Linked DNA regions of Rattus norvegicus: region 2 is linked to region 1. A link is a contact called in public Hi-C data. All regions are on one chromosome and are shown on one strand. Each heading gives the region's core, a stretch centred on a gene start, on an enhancer-like site or on the middle of the called end of the contact. The rest is flanking DNA. Distances are from core to core; before and after follow the strand shown.

What was found. A called contact is a pair of places that touch in the nucleus more often than the background predicts.
Region 2: a contact with region 1 is called in a Hi-C map of prefrontal cortex, with 4 times the contacts expected there. The contact joins the promoter of Cfap90 here to the enhancer-like site in region 1. A contact is called at or near these places in 2 of 12 Hi-C or Micro-C datasets (Schwann cells and prefrontal cortex).

Annotation. Positions count from the first base shown.
Region 1 is chr1:35,646,838-35,654,084 of GRCr8, reverse strand. No RefSeq gene overlaps it. Among named protein-coding and RNA genes, the nearest start is that of Tent4a, 56 kb to the right of the region's middle. Within about 2 kb of position 4,439, at least 39 of the 93 cell types and tissues checked have an H3K27ac peak or open chromatin away from gene starts, as enhancers often do. A contact at or near this core is called in prefrontal cortex, where this site is marked.
Region 2 is chr1:36,674,047-36,681,293 of GRCr8, reverse strand. Cfap90 (cilia and flagella associated protein 90) reads left to right here and starts at 2,991. Exons shown (of 3, transcript NM_001400836.1): 1 at 2,991-3,252. The coding sequence starts at 3,007.

The sequences.
Region 1 (7,247 bases), core at 3,190-5,689:
GTTTCAGATTTCTTTTCCCCTTCTATGCTATTGTTTTACTTAAATTTCAAAAGTTCAGAGTTTTCACATTGATCAGTGGAGTTTAGATAAGCTGGTAGGGCACTGACTACCAGTATCAGTCACAGGCTCAAGATTTACAATTTCCTTAGGTTGTCTTCTAAGTATAGACTCAAAGGTGCATCTTGCCAGGCTAAAAAGCATCTCTGTCCAATCTCTCTATAGATAGATAGATAGATAGATAGATAGATAGATAGATAGATAGATAGATAGATAGATAGGTGGATGGATCCCTATTGACATATAGATATATAGGTTTATATGTATATGTATATACAACCCTGTGGACAAAGAAGAGAATACTCATGCTTTTTAACACAAATGTCTTCCTATATGGCTAGGAGTGAATCGACTCCACCTGTTTTACAAACAGCCGTTAGCTGCTTTTCCTACAATGTGGATTTTAGTACAGATTACCAACAGTAATGCTAATATATCTAAACTTTATCTCTTTTTGTAAACTTAAAAAAAATGTAAGTTTCAGGGAATTGAGGAACTAAAACTTGGATCCACCTCTCACAGGTCAAAGGACTCTAGGTACAGCCTAAGTCTCCCCGCCTGCCTATTCCTGAGGATGTGATTTCTTTCCCTGCCTAGTCTTAGGATTCCTTCCCTCCCCCAACTACCAAGATAGTGTGCCTGAAAGTTCCAAATGTAAGATTTTTCCTTTAAGTCCCTAAACTTTAGCTTCTGTCCCTCATCTATATCTGACTCAACAGATTTCCACTTGGCTGACAGACATCATCCAGTAATCATCTGGGGACTACAAACTACTCCAAACAGCTGAGAGCCCTGGGCTTGCTGAAGGCTGATGTGAACCAGTCCAGCCGATGTGATTTTGTAGTGCCAGGAAAGTGTTAATGATTCCCAAAAGAAACAGACAGGAGCCCATCTATTGCAACTCATAGCAGGGCCTTTATTTGAGCTAGCTTGGGCTCCTCCAACGTGCTGCTGTCATGCAGGATGGTTTTGGTGGTGGGGAAGCCCCAAATATCTATCAGAGCAAGGCTTTATGGTAAGCAGCAAGAGGGGAGTGATAAGTGCGCAAGCATCTAATTGGAAAACTACTGTGGCCTTTAACATAATTGGCTGGTGCTGAGAATTATATCATAAACTTAGTTTCTGCTCCCCTCTGCATTGGTGGTCATTAGGCAGGGGATGGGCTTGTAACCTGGGGGTGCAAATCTGTTGGAGAAACAACCTGGAGAAGATCTTGTTGGGGGTATAACCTGGAGAAGCTGGTCTTGTTGGGAACTAGCCTAGAGACTGGAGCTAGGCTCAGGTTTTGTTGTGTGGATAACTTGGAAACTAATGCTAGATATCAGCCTGCTGGTTTACCTGAGTTCAAACTTAGGTCAGGTTTAAAAACTGGAGTCTGGATTTAAAAGATTTGGCCTCTCAATTGCTCCCTGTCTCTTCAGGTGAGTCAATGAACCAGACATTTCTGATGAATGCCCCATTGCCTGAACCCCTCAGCCTTTGGCTAGCATTCCGGCCCTCCTGGACCCTGACAATGACAGCCTAATTTCATCAGGAAGTAGTTACAGAGGAGAGTATGTCACCCCTTGTCCCCAACAAGCCAGAATCAAAAGGAAACTTTTTTTTTCAATCAGGAAGTAGTTACAGAGGAGAGTATGTCACCCCTTGTCCCCAACAAGCCAGATCAAAAGGAAACTCCCTAGTATAGGGGACAAAACTACCTATTGTGCCAATCTGCATATCTGGAGAGGTACCTGTTAAAACCAAATAGACCCAGATGAATAAACACACAGATTCTTTAGCTGGAAGAGTTCTACAAGGATAGGGCATCTGATCTGCATTATGTAGTGACTTTAAGAAAAATTTTGTTTCAAAAAAGAAAACCACCAGAGAATCATTAGAGGTAGTTTGTCTGTAGTCAAAGGGGGAGGCAGGGAGTAGAAGGGGGGATATGAAATAAAAGACTATCTCTCATTCTCATAGCCACTCTGATGTCAGCCATCACAGGGCCTTTGGCCCTTGCGTTTCTGCAAATTACTATTGGCCCTTGCATCATCAATGCCTTAACTAGAGACATAAATTCCCATCTGGGTGTCATCAAGTTGATTATTATTACCCCAATATAAACAGGTACCCACCACAGAGTCAAGGATTTGACTCAGAATACAACTCAAGGGAGGACTGTGAGGGCTGAAATTATGTTTTAATGACTGTACTGAAGAGATTTACAAGACAGAAACAAACAACAAACTGCCTCTAGCCAGTAAAGCCCCCACTAGCCCAAGGACAGATAACACTCTGGAATGCTAGGGGGCATTGCTCCTATAAGACAGCAAGCCACATGTTTTCACTTTTGCACACAAGGTAGATTGTTCCAACTGCACAGGATGTACTTGATCACATGTAGGCAGGAGGTATACAGGCAGGAAGTATGTCAGGATGTATGCTTGCCGGTAATTGGATAAAGGAGACAGGTCATACAGTCTTGTGGGTTTGCCTTTACGAGTATTGGACTAACACCATCGGCAGTTACTCTTTGGGCATCCTGGGTACTTACCTGGCCAATATTCAATAAAGTTTGCTTCATACCTACCCCTGCAGAAACGTCATGTGTGTTGAGTGGGGGTGGATATGGGAGGGGCCTACTCTCTCAGAGGTGAAGAGGAGGAGGGATGAGGGAAGGGATTGTGGGAGGGGGATATTGATCAGGATGTAAATGAATTTTTAAAAAAGGCTTGCTTCAGAGTTGGCTGAAATTTGTGGTAGTGGTCTGTTTCTCGCCCAGTGGAACTAACACGGCATCAGTTTATAAATAAGACAGGCCTACAGACACGCCCACGGCCATGGAAGCTCTTCAACTGAGTTTTCCTCTGCCAAGTCGTCAATTAAGTTTACCACGGTAAACATCAGTTCTGTCTCTCCTCAGGCCTCATCCAAAGTCGGGGAAACCTCTTGTTCTGGGTGGAGACATAACATCTGCTCCAAAGAGAAGAGTAAATTCAACTGGGCTTGTCAGTCACCTGGCACGGAGTCCCCCTCCCCAGGAAAGATGTTTTACCTAGAGACATGAGAAGGAGGTGAGAGGAATAATCATCCCCCATGAGACTAGTACAGCGCCACTGGCAAAGCTCCTCCCTTGTGGCAACGGAATCGAACACTTGTCTGAGTTACTCAGAAACCTGTCAGCTCTCTTCCTCCTTCTTTCTGTTTATTTTTCTTTCCAACACTGGCCAAGACCCGGGTATTCTTTCTGTGGCATGCAGCTCCCACGCGTTTACTCGGGAGCCACACATCTCCACCCTCCCCCACTGTACCACCGACACCCTCCGCCCCACGGCTGCTCCTCCTTTGTTCTAGTTCACTTTCTGCTGCTGTGACCAGTGACTAAAAGCAACTTAGTAAGAAAGGGGTTTATTTTAGATGACAAGTTACAGTCCATCCCCCAGGAAATCAAGCGCAAGAACTCGGGGCAGAAGCTTGAAACAGACACCAAAGAAGAATACCGCTCTCTGGCTTGCTCCTAGGTTCACATTCACCTTGGAGAGCCCAGGATCACCTGCTGGAGAATGGTACCACCCACAGTGGGCTCGGTCCTCATGCATTAATTAGCAATCCAAAAAAAAAAAATGTGGTTGTTTACACACTGCGTGGCCTGCTTTCTTCTCTGTCCCGCTGTTCCCAGTAGCTGCTGCAGCTGCTTGCTAACTGCTATTGCTGCTCTCAAACTCTAAGAAAAATGTCCCTCTTTTATTGAGATTAAACCAAACGTGGAAATGGCAACAACAAAATGCCCCCCCCCCAGTCCCGTTTAGCACAAAGTCAAAGAGTCATTTTGAAAGTGTTTGTGACTTTAAATAGTGTTAGAAACACCAGTCAGGGACTCGAGGCACAAGGTCACCTGGACCATGATGCATTTCACCTAGGGTACTTGAAGGTGCTGAAAACCCGCACCTCTGGATTTAGAACCAGAAGGAAGGCACCTGGGGTTTCTTGTCATCGTAAAAAGAAATGTCTGGGAAAGCAACACCTTCAAACAAACTGAGCACAGACCTAGTCGTAAACCAAAACTGCCAAGAGAGAGCTCTGAAACATGTTTCTCACCAGGCTCCACCCCAGTCTAATTAAGTCCCAGTCGCTGGAACGGGATCCCGAGACTTTATTTTCAGGAGCTCCCAGGTGAGCCTAACGAGCAGCTAAGATGGAGAGAAGACCGCCGCAAAGTCTTAAAGTGCTCACATCTTAAATTTGTCCCAGATTAATCTGCGAGCCCCCTGCAGAGCCCTGAAGCAGTGGGTCCAGAGCTGACAGAAGAATAAGCCTTGACTCAAAGGGAAGCTGGGGGAGGGCGACACCCACTCCTCCACCCTGCCTAGCAGTCGCCAGCACCACCTGCCTTGGAGCAAGAGAAGCCTTTTTCCTTCTTTTCGCAAGCTCCAGTCACCTCCTCCCGGCTTACATCCGCCAGTTATGTAACCCACGGAGCTGTTTTTTCTTAAAGTTCAAAGTCAAATTGGATCTAGCACAGCGGGAAACAGGATAAATTTAGAGAGGCTCTCAGGTCTGTCAGCAGAGGCACTCTCTGGCTCCCTCCCGTGTGCTGTGCAAAACTCCCAGCATTCGCAGGCTGCAGGAGCAACTAAATATTCATCCCAGACAAAAGCAACATAGGCTGATCTGGGCCATTCTCCCGAAATGGTGCGAGGCATCACACACTGTCTTCCGGCACCTCTTTTCTTTTCTTTTCTCTTTCTTTCTCTTTTTAAAGTAATAAAATTAAGTGCAGGTGCAGTAGAGAGATGTGCTAAGGAAGATTTCAGGTGAAAATCCTTTTATTAATTATGGGTGGGTGAGCTGCTGAGATAGAAAACAATATGTAGAACAATGAAAATTTTGATATCTAGGGATTTTTAAGGGGAGGAGGTGTTAGAGCAGTGGGAAGGGGTGTGAGTTTAGAGGGAAGAGGTCCCTGGATTTAAAAGTGTGTGTAAGAGTGGCCACTCATGCTAAGATAACCATGTAGACATCAAAGGACAGCTCTGTGGAATCTGTTCTCTCCTTTATGTCAGTCCCTGGGCAACAACTCAGATCATCTGACCTGGCAGCAAATGTCCCTAACTGCTGAGCCATGTTGCCTGCCCTCCAGAACGTCATCTACCCCACAGATGTCACTCCCTAGCATGAGTCGGCACTTGAATGATTCTCAGAACTAGATGTCCTTGTACCTAAGACAGACATAAAGGATTGAAGGGTATTCTCAAGGGAGAGTTCCAAAACAAATCCATCAACTCTGAGGTGCATGGCACACTATGCCACTCTGGTAGAGAGCTTGACACCTGTTCTCTTACGAATACACTGTCCTCACAGGAGGACTATAGTGGGAAACACAGTTATTTTCACGTTGAGAGGCTGCATAAGAGACCTGAATAAAAATGTCACTTGTCATTGTTAGAAATGTGTTCAGGGTTGCAGAGGGACCACCCCTCCAACTAAAGGGTCTCAAGAAGGCAAAACTTTACTCTCTGCCAAGTTGGTACACTCCACCCTTGTGGAGAAGAACAAGCAGAAGGAGGCAGGAAGTGCAAATGGGGACTGCACCCCCCCACCCCCACTGGGGTCTGACCTCACAGTCTTTCCAGACTGACTGGTTTTAAATTTATAAAGGGAATTAAGGGAAGTGGGAAATGGTGGGCTACTTAAGTGGCTTAACTTCCAAAAACACAGCAGGACCTTTGTGTAAACAAATGTTTTTACAGGGTGTAAGGGTTCAAACGTTTTGCTTGAAGGACTTACAAGATGGAGAATAAATAGATTTTGACTCCTTGTCAAGAACAAATGTTGCACCATGTTTGATGGAAAAGACTACCATTTCATGTGTATTGTGGATGTCAGCCGTCTGTGCCGTGACAGCAAGAAATGGAGATAAGCCCTTGATGAATCAGCTTGACCTGCTTCCCTACTTAAGCCAGGAAACCTTAATAAACATGGGTTGGGATCACATGTCAAGGATCCCTCCACGGGGTGGAGTCTTTCCAGAGAAGTGTCCTTCCTTGTCTCTCATCGGAATGGCTTCTTGCTGAGAATTAGACCTATTTCTTTGACAGCCTGTTGGATTGAACTGTCAGTGTGTTTTCTGTCTAGTTCAAAAGTTTTGACTTCGTCCCTTTGTGTAACTATAGCAAATTACCCCAGACTGGAGAATTAATAAACAACACAACACCTAGCTTCTCAAAGGCTACCAGGCCCCACGATCAAGGCTCAGGAGTGGTGAGCGTCTGTGGTGTGGTGTTCATGGCTGTTTCTCTCAGCAGCATCTTCACATGGATGAGGGCAGAAGACAAAAGAGAGGTCTCAGAGGATGGAGGAGCAGAAGCCCTCTCTCTGCCTGTTCATAAGACCCTAATCCCCTTCCCAGGGGCTCTGCCATGTGACAAACCCCAAACTCTGTAATGTTGTCAGTGCAGCTTCAACATGTGGATTCTGAAAGACACATCGAGCCATTTCATATGCTCACCTCTTCAAGCAACTAGACCCCACTTTGGTTCATCAATTGGTCCCTACCAATTTGGTCCCTACCATCTGCTGTTTGTAAAAGTGGGGGCTACCCTGAGCAAGGAAGAAACAGGTAAGCAGTTCTTGAGGAAAGTCTTTAAATACATCTTTTCCTCCCTGGATGAAATGCCTGTCGAAGGGACCCTTCCCTGACTAGATCATTGTTGTCTGGGGGAATTCTTCCCTAGCCAGCTTATCACTGTTTGGGGGGACTCTTCCCTGACCAGTTCATTGTTGTCTGGAGAGAGACCCTCCCCCTAGCTAGTTCATCAGTGTCTGGAGAGACATTCTCCTGACCAGCTAGCACATCATCCCCTTGGGGGACCTTCCCATCATCAGCTGATCACTAGGGGAACCTTTCCCTGGCCAGCTCACCACTTTCTGGTTCCTATTCTGGAGCTATGTGTAGTAACATTGACTCGTCCCCAAGATGCAGAAGTGCATGACACAGCAGAAATAACCTGTTGGCTGTCTTCCTTCAACACCCTGTACATTGTCAGCTCATAGGACCTTGCTGGGTAGCAAAGCATTGAACGTTTTTCCTCCTCTTCTTCGTATAACATCAATGTATACATCATTCTCTTGTGTTGGGAAGGTTCAAAATCCCCTCTATACATATTCTGAGATATTCAATTAACTTTCATTGAGCAAACTTACCATAC
Region 2 (7,247 bases), core at 1,742-4,241, 1.0 Mb before region 1:
TTCCCAAGCTCCATCTGCTGTGTGGCTGTGGGTGTCTGCATCTGTCTGAGTCAGCTGCTGGGTGGAGCCTCTCAGAGGGCAGCCATGCTTCTGTCTGTAAGCCTAAGAGAGCATCATTTATAATGTCAGGGATTGGTTAAAGCACCAATTTTTATTTGTCATCAAGTACTTGCTGAGTACCTACTGAACCATCCAAGATAAAAGATTCAAGTGACCATGCCCTGGAGAGCTTTCAGTCTAATAAAATCACAAACTCTTCGCCTGGTCAACTTTGGCCAGGATTCTGAATCTTCTGTTGTTTAGCAGTTTCCTGTGGGTTCAGGTGTTCTATCTGGAGCAGTCTCTTTATAGACCTGGAATTTTTAAGTTGAAATATTTCCTTCAGGAAAGAAGGGGAAATGCTCATGAGCTCAGGACTTAAATAACTACTAAGTCTCACCAAGTTCCTGAAACTAACAATACAGACTACATCTCACCAAGGTTACAGAAGCAGTGAAAGATTGCTGGTGGAGAAAAGAATAAGTTGAGCTACTCAGCGAAGGTTCTCTAACCTATGGAGACATCTCTGAGTCACATTGAAGTCTCCAGAGTTTGAGCTTTTGTAAATTGACACCTGGGTTCGGCTTTTTGGCGACAAGATTATTTTAGTTGTATTTGCTTCTTTAAGTAACCTTTCTTGTACACTCCTATAAGTAACCACAGTAAACTCATTTATTCTCGAAGTTATACTTTGATGTAATTATTACTTTGGTTCACTGTTTGAGGTGATTAGCTGTTTTCCATCCCACATTAGGCAATCTATGCTTTTTCCTTGCACAATTTAGTTTTAGCAAAAGAACCCAAAGTTAGTATAACAAGACTCCACTAAGTTCTATCCATGCTCAACCTTCCTCACTAGATCTGCACCATCCACAATCCTCCAAGGTATCCCTGACTGCCTGGTCTGTATTCAGGAGGTCTTCTGCCAGGTAGGTTTAGCCAGTACCCCTGTACCCTCACTTTTCCTCTCTCTCTCTCTCTCTCTCTCTCTCTCTCTCTCTCTCTCTCTCTCTCTTTTTTTTTTTTTTGGTTCTTTTTTTTTGGAGCTAGGGACCGAACCCAGGGCCTTGCGCTTCCTAGGTAAGCGCTCTACCACTGAGCTAAATCCCCAGCCCCCACTTTTCCTCTCTTAATCCATGGCACCAAACTTGTTCCTTGGCTCCTGGCTAGATGCCCTGTGTATCTTGCTAGTTTCAGGAATGTTGTGAGACCTGGCAATTGAACCTGATCTCGATCTCAGGCTGAAAGACCCATTGCAGTAGTCCCTACACCCACTGCCATATCTGTGAACAAAGCCTGCCTTCTATGTGTGCTCATTCCCCTCCGTTGCTGTGATAAAATACTCTGAAGAGAAGCAATTCAGGGGAGGGAAGGTTCAATTTTGTTTACACTTCAGTCCATGTCCATCCTTGAGAGAGCTCAGGGCAGAGACTCAAAGCAGAAACCATAGAAGAATGCTACTAGCCAGATTGCTTGCAGGTTCATGCTTAGCTATAAGAAGAAATATAATCCAAGACCACCTTGCCAGAGATTGGTACACCCACAGTAGGCTGAATCCTCCGACATTGTGACGGTCCTCACAGACATGCCAACAGTACAATCTAATGGGGGTGAGCCTTCTACTGAGATTCCTTTTCCTGACTCCAGGCTGTGTGGCACTGACAGTTAAAATTAAAGCTAACTAGAGATTGGTTTTTTTTGGTTCTTTTTTTTGGTTCTTTTTTTTTTTTTCCGGAGCTGGGGACTGAACCCAGGGCCTTGCGCTTCCTAGGCAAGCGCTCTACCACTGAGCTAAATCCCCAACCCCGAGATTGTTTTTAACTAAAGTGCTATTCGTGAAGTTTTCTTTTACTACTAACAAAATAAGTAACTGAATGAAATTGCAGCTAGCAAAATTATATGTCTGAATGGCTGTGAACGGGATTTCTGTAGTGGAATAATCTCAATTTGGGCTATGCTGGAGCCGAGTTCTCACATAGTTTCTGTCAGCCCCGTCTACCTGTGCAAGTGTGTATACTTTATCATTTATACAAAGCTTGCAAGGGGCCTCAGCTGACCTCTCAGTCTGTCTTTGGAAAGGCTGGGAGAGGTGGGAAAGGTTGACAGTAGATTGATTATAGAGGGTACTTTATTTTATTTTACTGATACTTTCATGGGGACGATAACATTTAACTGGCATGCTCTTGTGACTTCTGCTCCTGGGAGAAGGGTGATGGCTCTGTTTTCTACACATCTCCAAGCTCCAGGTAGATGGTCACTAAGTGACCTCGCTAAGTGATTTCCAGCAAGACTAAAGGCGTTGAGACCTTGCTTTATGGTGGTCTTTTTTTCTGACTCATGGTCTACTCAGGCAAACTACCAGGGGAGAACAGAGGAAAGGAGGGAGTGGGCTTCCTGGAGCTGAGGAGGGAGCATGATCAGAGCTGCCTGAAATCCTATGAACTTGACTCCTGTGCCAAGGTCACTCTCCTCTGCTCCTGTGCCTTGCCCACATATGAAATGCCAGGTACATGTGTGCAGCCCATGCTTCTCTGCCCTTAGCCTTTTCAATATGTGCAATATACACATGGCCCTCATTTTTCTGTTGGATCACACTCCCTAGACCTCTGTAGCCTTTCTCATCTTTGTCATCTGACTTCACCAAGTTGTAAGCTCTCTGTGACCTAGGGCTGTTTGTTTCAGGGCTGAACCGTCAGATCTTGACGCATAGTAGCTTTCTGTCATGATCTGCAAAGTTAAGGAATGCCCAAAACTTAAAACAAACTGTGCTGGTAATCAGATGTAGAGGATTGGGTGTGGTCCCTTAGGTGGCTCCTACTTGGAAAGCCACAAACACACCTGCTCAGGTTGTGAAGTGAAAAGAACTAGAAGGACGCGTCAAGGAACGTCACAAAGTGGATGCTGAGAACAAGGCGCAGTTGCTAGGCAACGACCGAGCGCAGACGCCTGGAGGGACGCAGAAGCCTGATGGAGGGACCCGCCAAGAAGGAGCAGCGAGCGATGGACCCCGGTGGCGTGAAGGAGAAGGAGGAAAAGGTGGAAGAGGAGGCAGGAGAAGAAGAGGGAGAAGAGGAGGAGGAGGAGGAAATTACCGCCGCAACCCTGCGGGGCAAACCCCGACCTTTGCCCATCTCAGCGATATCAGCTTTCAGCTACATCCCTCCACGGCATCAGGGCCCCAAGGAGCACAGCTACTTCAGTCGCGAGGGCCAGGTGAGCAGGTCCAAGAGAGAGAGGAGGGACACACACACACACACACACACACACACACACACACACACACACACACACACACACACACACGAGTCCGCACTATCAGGGAGGGCTCAGAGCGGAAAGGAATGTGATGAGGGCGGGGCTTCAGTGCTAGAGAGAGGCCTGGGGTGGGACCACATAACTTGAGCTGTTCAGACAGTAATAGGGCAGGGTTTCAGGTGTGGTAGTAATACTGTGAGGAGAGGGTTGGGAAGGACTATTTCTGATATTGTCCAAGGGCAGCTAGCCAAGGTAGGAGGGGCGGGGTCAAAGTACTAGAGGCTTTAGAGGTACTGCAGCTCTAGGTAGAGGGTGGTGCCCAGGACAAACTGCACTGAGCTGCAGAGTCCAAAGGAATTGTATAGGGGTGCGAAACTGGCTAGCACGGAAGCCTCCTGTTTTACAGATGTGGAACTGGTCTCGGGGTTAGCTAGGGTTAAATACCAGAGTCTGGGTCAGGGCCCCCTGTGTTATCACTTGTGAAGGGGCTGGAATTTGACACCAGTGAGGCAGACATGGTTAGTAGGCAAGAGAGAGACCTTGAACAGAGGCACAAGGGCACCAAGAATATGGCCATCACAATCACAGTTGTAGACACCTCAGGAAGTGAGGATGGACAGATGTGAGCTTGGTGCAAGTGAAGTGATGCAAATGTGTCCTGGGAGTGGGAACGGCAAAGAGGAGTGAGCATAAAGGGATCAGGCAATCACAGCCATTCCTGGGAAGCTGACCAGAGGTGCCCCTCTGGGAACAGGGGAGAAGCTGCTACCCATCCATTCCATAAAAAACTGAGGGAGTACTGTCAGGATGCTGGGCCACTCTTTCTGCCCACTACCAGTTGGTGGGTCAGTGGAGTGTCAGGGTTGCTCTACTTAAGGTGGCTCAACCCCCTGGGGTCTGTCTGTATCAAGTCTCAGGTAACAATGGAGACAAGCCCTGACCCTAGTTGCAGTGTCTGTAAGGTCCAGGGTGTGGGAAACATTCTGACTCTAGATGGCAGAAACAATAAGAACACTGTCTTAGTTGGGGTTACTGTTGCTGTGAAAAACACCAAGGCCAAAAGCAAACTTGAAAAGAACTTTGTTCACTCACAGACTCCTACAACAGTTCATCATACAAAAGCAGTGAGGGCAGGAACTCAGGCAGGACAGGAACCTGGAGGCAGAAGTTGATGCCAAGTCCTTGGAGGGGTGCTACTTACTGGATTGCCCACAATGACTTTGCTCAGCTTGCTTTTCTGTAGAACGTAGGACCACCAGTCCAGGATGGCACCTCCCAGAATGTGCTTCATCCATCAATCACTAATTAAGAAAATGCCTTACAGGGTTTCCTATGGCCCAGGAGACACTTTATTTTATTTTTGTCCATCTTTATTAAATTGGATATTTCTTATTTACATTTCAATTGTTATTCCCTTTCCCAGTTTCCAGGCCAACATCCCCCCCAGCCCTCCCCCTCCCCTTCTATATGGGTGTTCCCCTCCCCTTCTATATGGGTGTTCCCCTCCCCACCCTCCCCCCATTACCACCCTCCCCCCCAACAATCCCGTTCACTAGGGATTCAGTTTTGGCAGGACCAAGGACTTCCCCTTCCACTGGTGCTCTTACTAGGCTATTCATTGCTACCTACGCAGTTGGAGCCCAGGGTCAGTCCATGTATAGTCTTTGGGTAGTGGCTTAGTCCCTGGAAGCTCTGGTTGCTTGGCATTGTTGTCCCTAAGGGCTCTCAAGCCCCTTCAAGCTCTTTCAGTCCTTTCTCTGATTCCTTCAACAGGGGTCCCATTCTCAGTTCAGTGGTTTGCTGCTGGCATTCGCCTATGTTTTTGCCGTATTCTAGCTGTGTCTCTCAGGAGAGATATACATCCGGTTCCTGTCAGCCTGCACTTCTTTCCTTCATCCATCTTATCTAGTCTGGTGACTGTATATATATGGGCTTCATGTGGGGCAGGCTCTGAATGGGTGTTCCTTCAGCCTCTGTTCTAAACTTTGACTCCCTATTCTCTCCCAAGGGTATTCTTGTTCCCCTTTTAAAGAAGGAATGTAGAATCCGCATTTTGGTCATCCTTCTTGAGTTTCATGTGTTCTGTGTATTTAGGGTAATTCGAGCATTTGGGCTAATATTCACCTATCAATGAGTGCACACCATGTGTGTTTTTCTGTGATTGAGTTACCTCACTCAGGATGATATTTTCCAGTTCCACCCATTTGCCTATGAATTTCATAAAGTCATTGTTTTTGATAGCTGAGTAGATTTCCATTGTGTAGATGTACCACATTTTCTGTATCCATTCCTCTATTGAAGGGCATCTGGGTTTTTTCCAGCTTCTGGCTATTATAAATAAGGCTGCTATGAACATAGTGGAGCACGTGTCTTTGTTATATGTTAGGGCGTCTTTTGGGTATATGCCCAAGAGGTATAGCTGGGTCCTCAGGTAGTTCAATGTCCAATTTTCTGAGGAACCTCCAGACTGATTTCCAAAATGGTTGTACCAGTCTGGAATCCCACCAACAATGGAGGAGTGTTCCTCTTTCTCCACATCCTTGCCAGAATCTGCTCTTGCTGGAGTTTTTGATCTTAGCCATTCTCACTGGTGTGAGGTGAAATCTCAGGGTTGTTTTGATTTGCATTTCCCTTATGACTGAAGATGTTGAACATTTCTTTAGGTGCTTCTCAGCCATTCAGCATTCCTCAGCTGTGAATTCTTTGTTTAGCTTTGAACCCCATTTTTAATAGGGTTATTTGTCTCCCTGCAGTATAACTTCGTGAGTTCTTTGTATATTTTGGATATAAGCCCTCTATCAGATGTAGGATTGGTAAAGATCTTTTCCCAATCTGTTGGTTGCCGTTTTGTCCTAACAAGTGTCCTTTGCCTTACAGAAGCTTTGCAGTTTTATGAGATCCCATTTGTCGATTCTTGATTTTAGAGCATAAGCCATTGGTGTTTTGTTCAGGAAATTTTCTCCAGTGCCCATGTGTTCGAGACTCTTCCTCACTTCTTCTTCTATTAGTTTGAGTGTATCTGGTTTGATGTGGAGGTCCTTGATCCACTTGGACTTAAGCTTTGTACCAGGTGATAAGCATGGATTGATCTGCATTCTTCTACATGCTGACCTCCAGTTAAACCAGCACCATTTGCTGAAAATGCTATCTTTTTTCCATTGGATGGTTTTAGCTCCTTTGTCAAAAATCAAGTGACCATAAGTGTGTGGGTTCATTTCTGGGTCTTCAATTCTATTCCACTGGTCTTCCTGTCTGTCTCTGTACCAATACCATATAGTTTTTTTTATCACTATTGCTCTGTAATACTGCTTGAGTTCAGGGATAGTGATTCCCCCTGAAGTCCTTTTATTGTTGAGGATAGTTTTAGCTATCCTGGGTTTTTTGTTATTCCAGATGAATTTGCAAATTGTTCTGTCTAACTCTATGAAGAATTGGGTTGGAATTTTGATGGGGATTGCATTGAATCTGTAGATCGCTTTTGGTAAAATGGCCATTTTTACTATATTAATCCTACCAATCTATGAGCATGGGAGATCTTTCCATCTTCTGAGGTCTTCTTCAATTTCTTTCTTCAGAGTCTTGAAGTTCTTATCATACAGACCTTTCACTTGTTTAGTTAAAGTCACACCGAGGTATTTTATATTATTTGGGACTATTATGAAGGGTGTCATTTCCCCAATTTCTTTCTCGGCTTGTTTCTCTTTTGTGTAGAGGAAGGCTACTGATTCATTTGAGTTAATTTTATACCCGGCCACTTTACTGAAGGTGTTTATCAGGTTTAGTAGTTCTCTGGTGGAACTTTTGGGATCACTTAAGTATACAATCATATCGTCTGCAAATAGTGATATTTTCACTTCTTCCTTTCCAATTTGTAATCCTTTGATCTCCTTTTGTTGTCTGATTGCTCTGGCTAGGACTTCGAGAACTATATTGAATAAGTAGGGAGAGAGTGG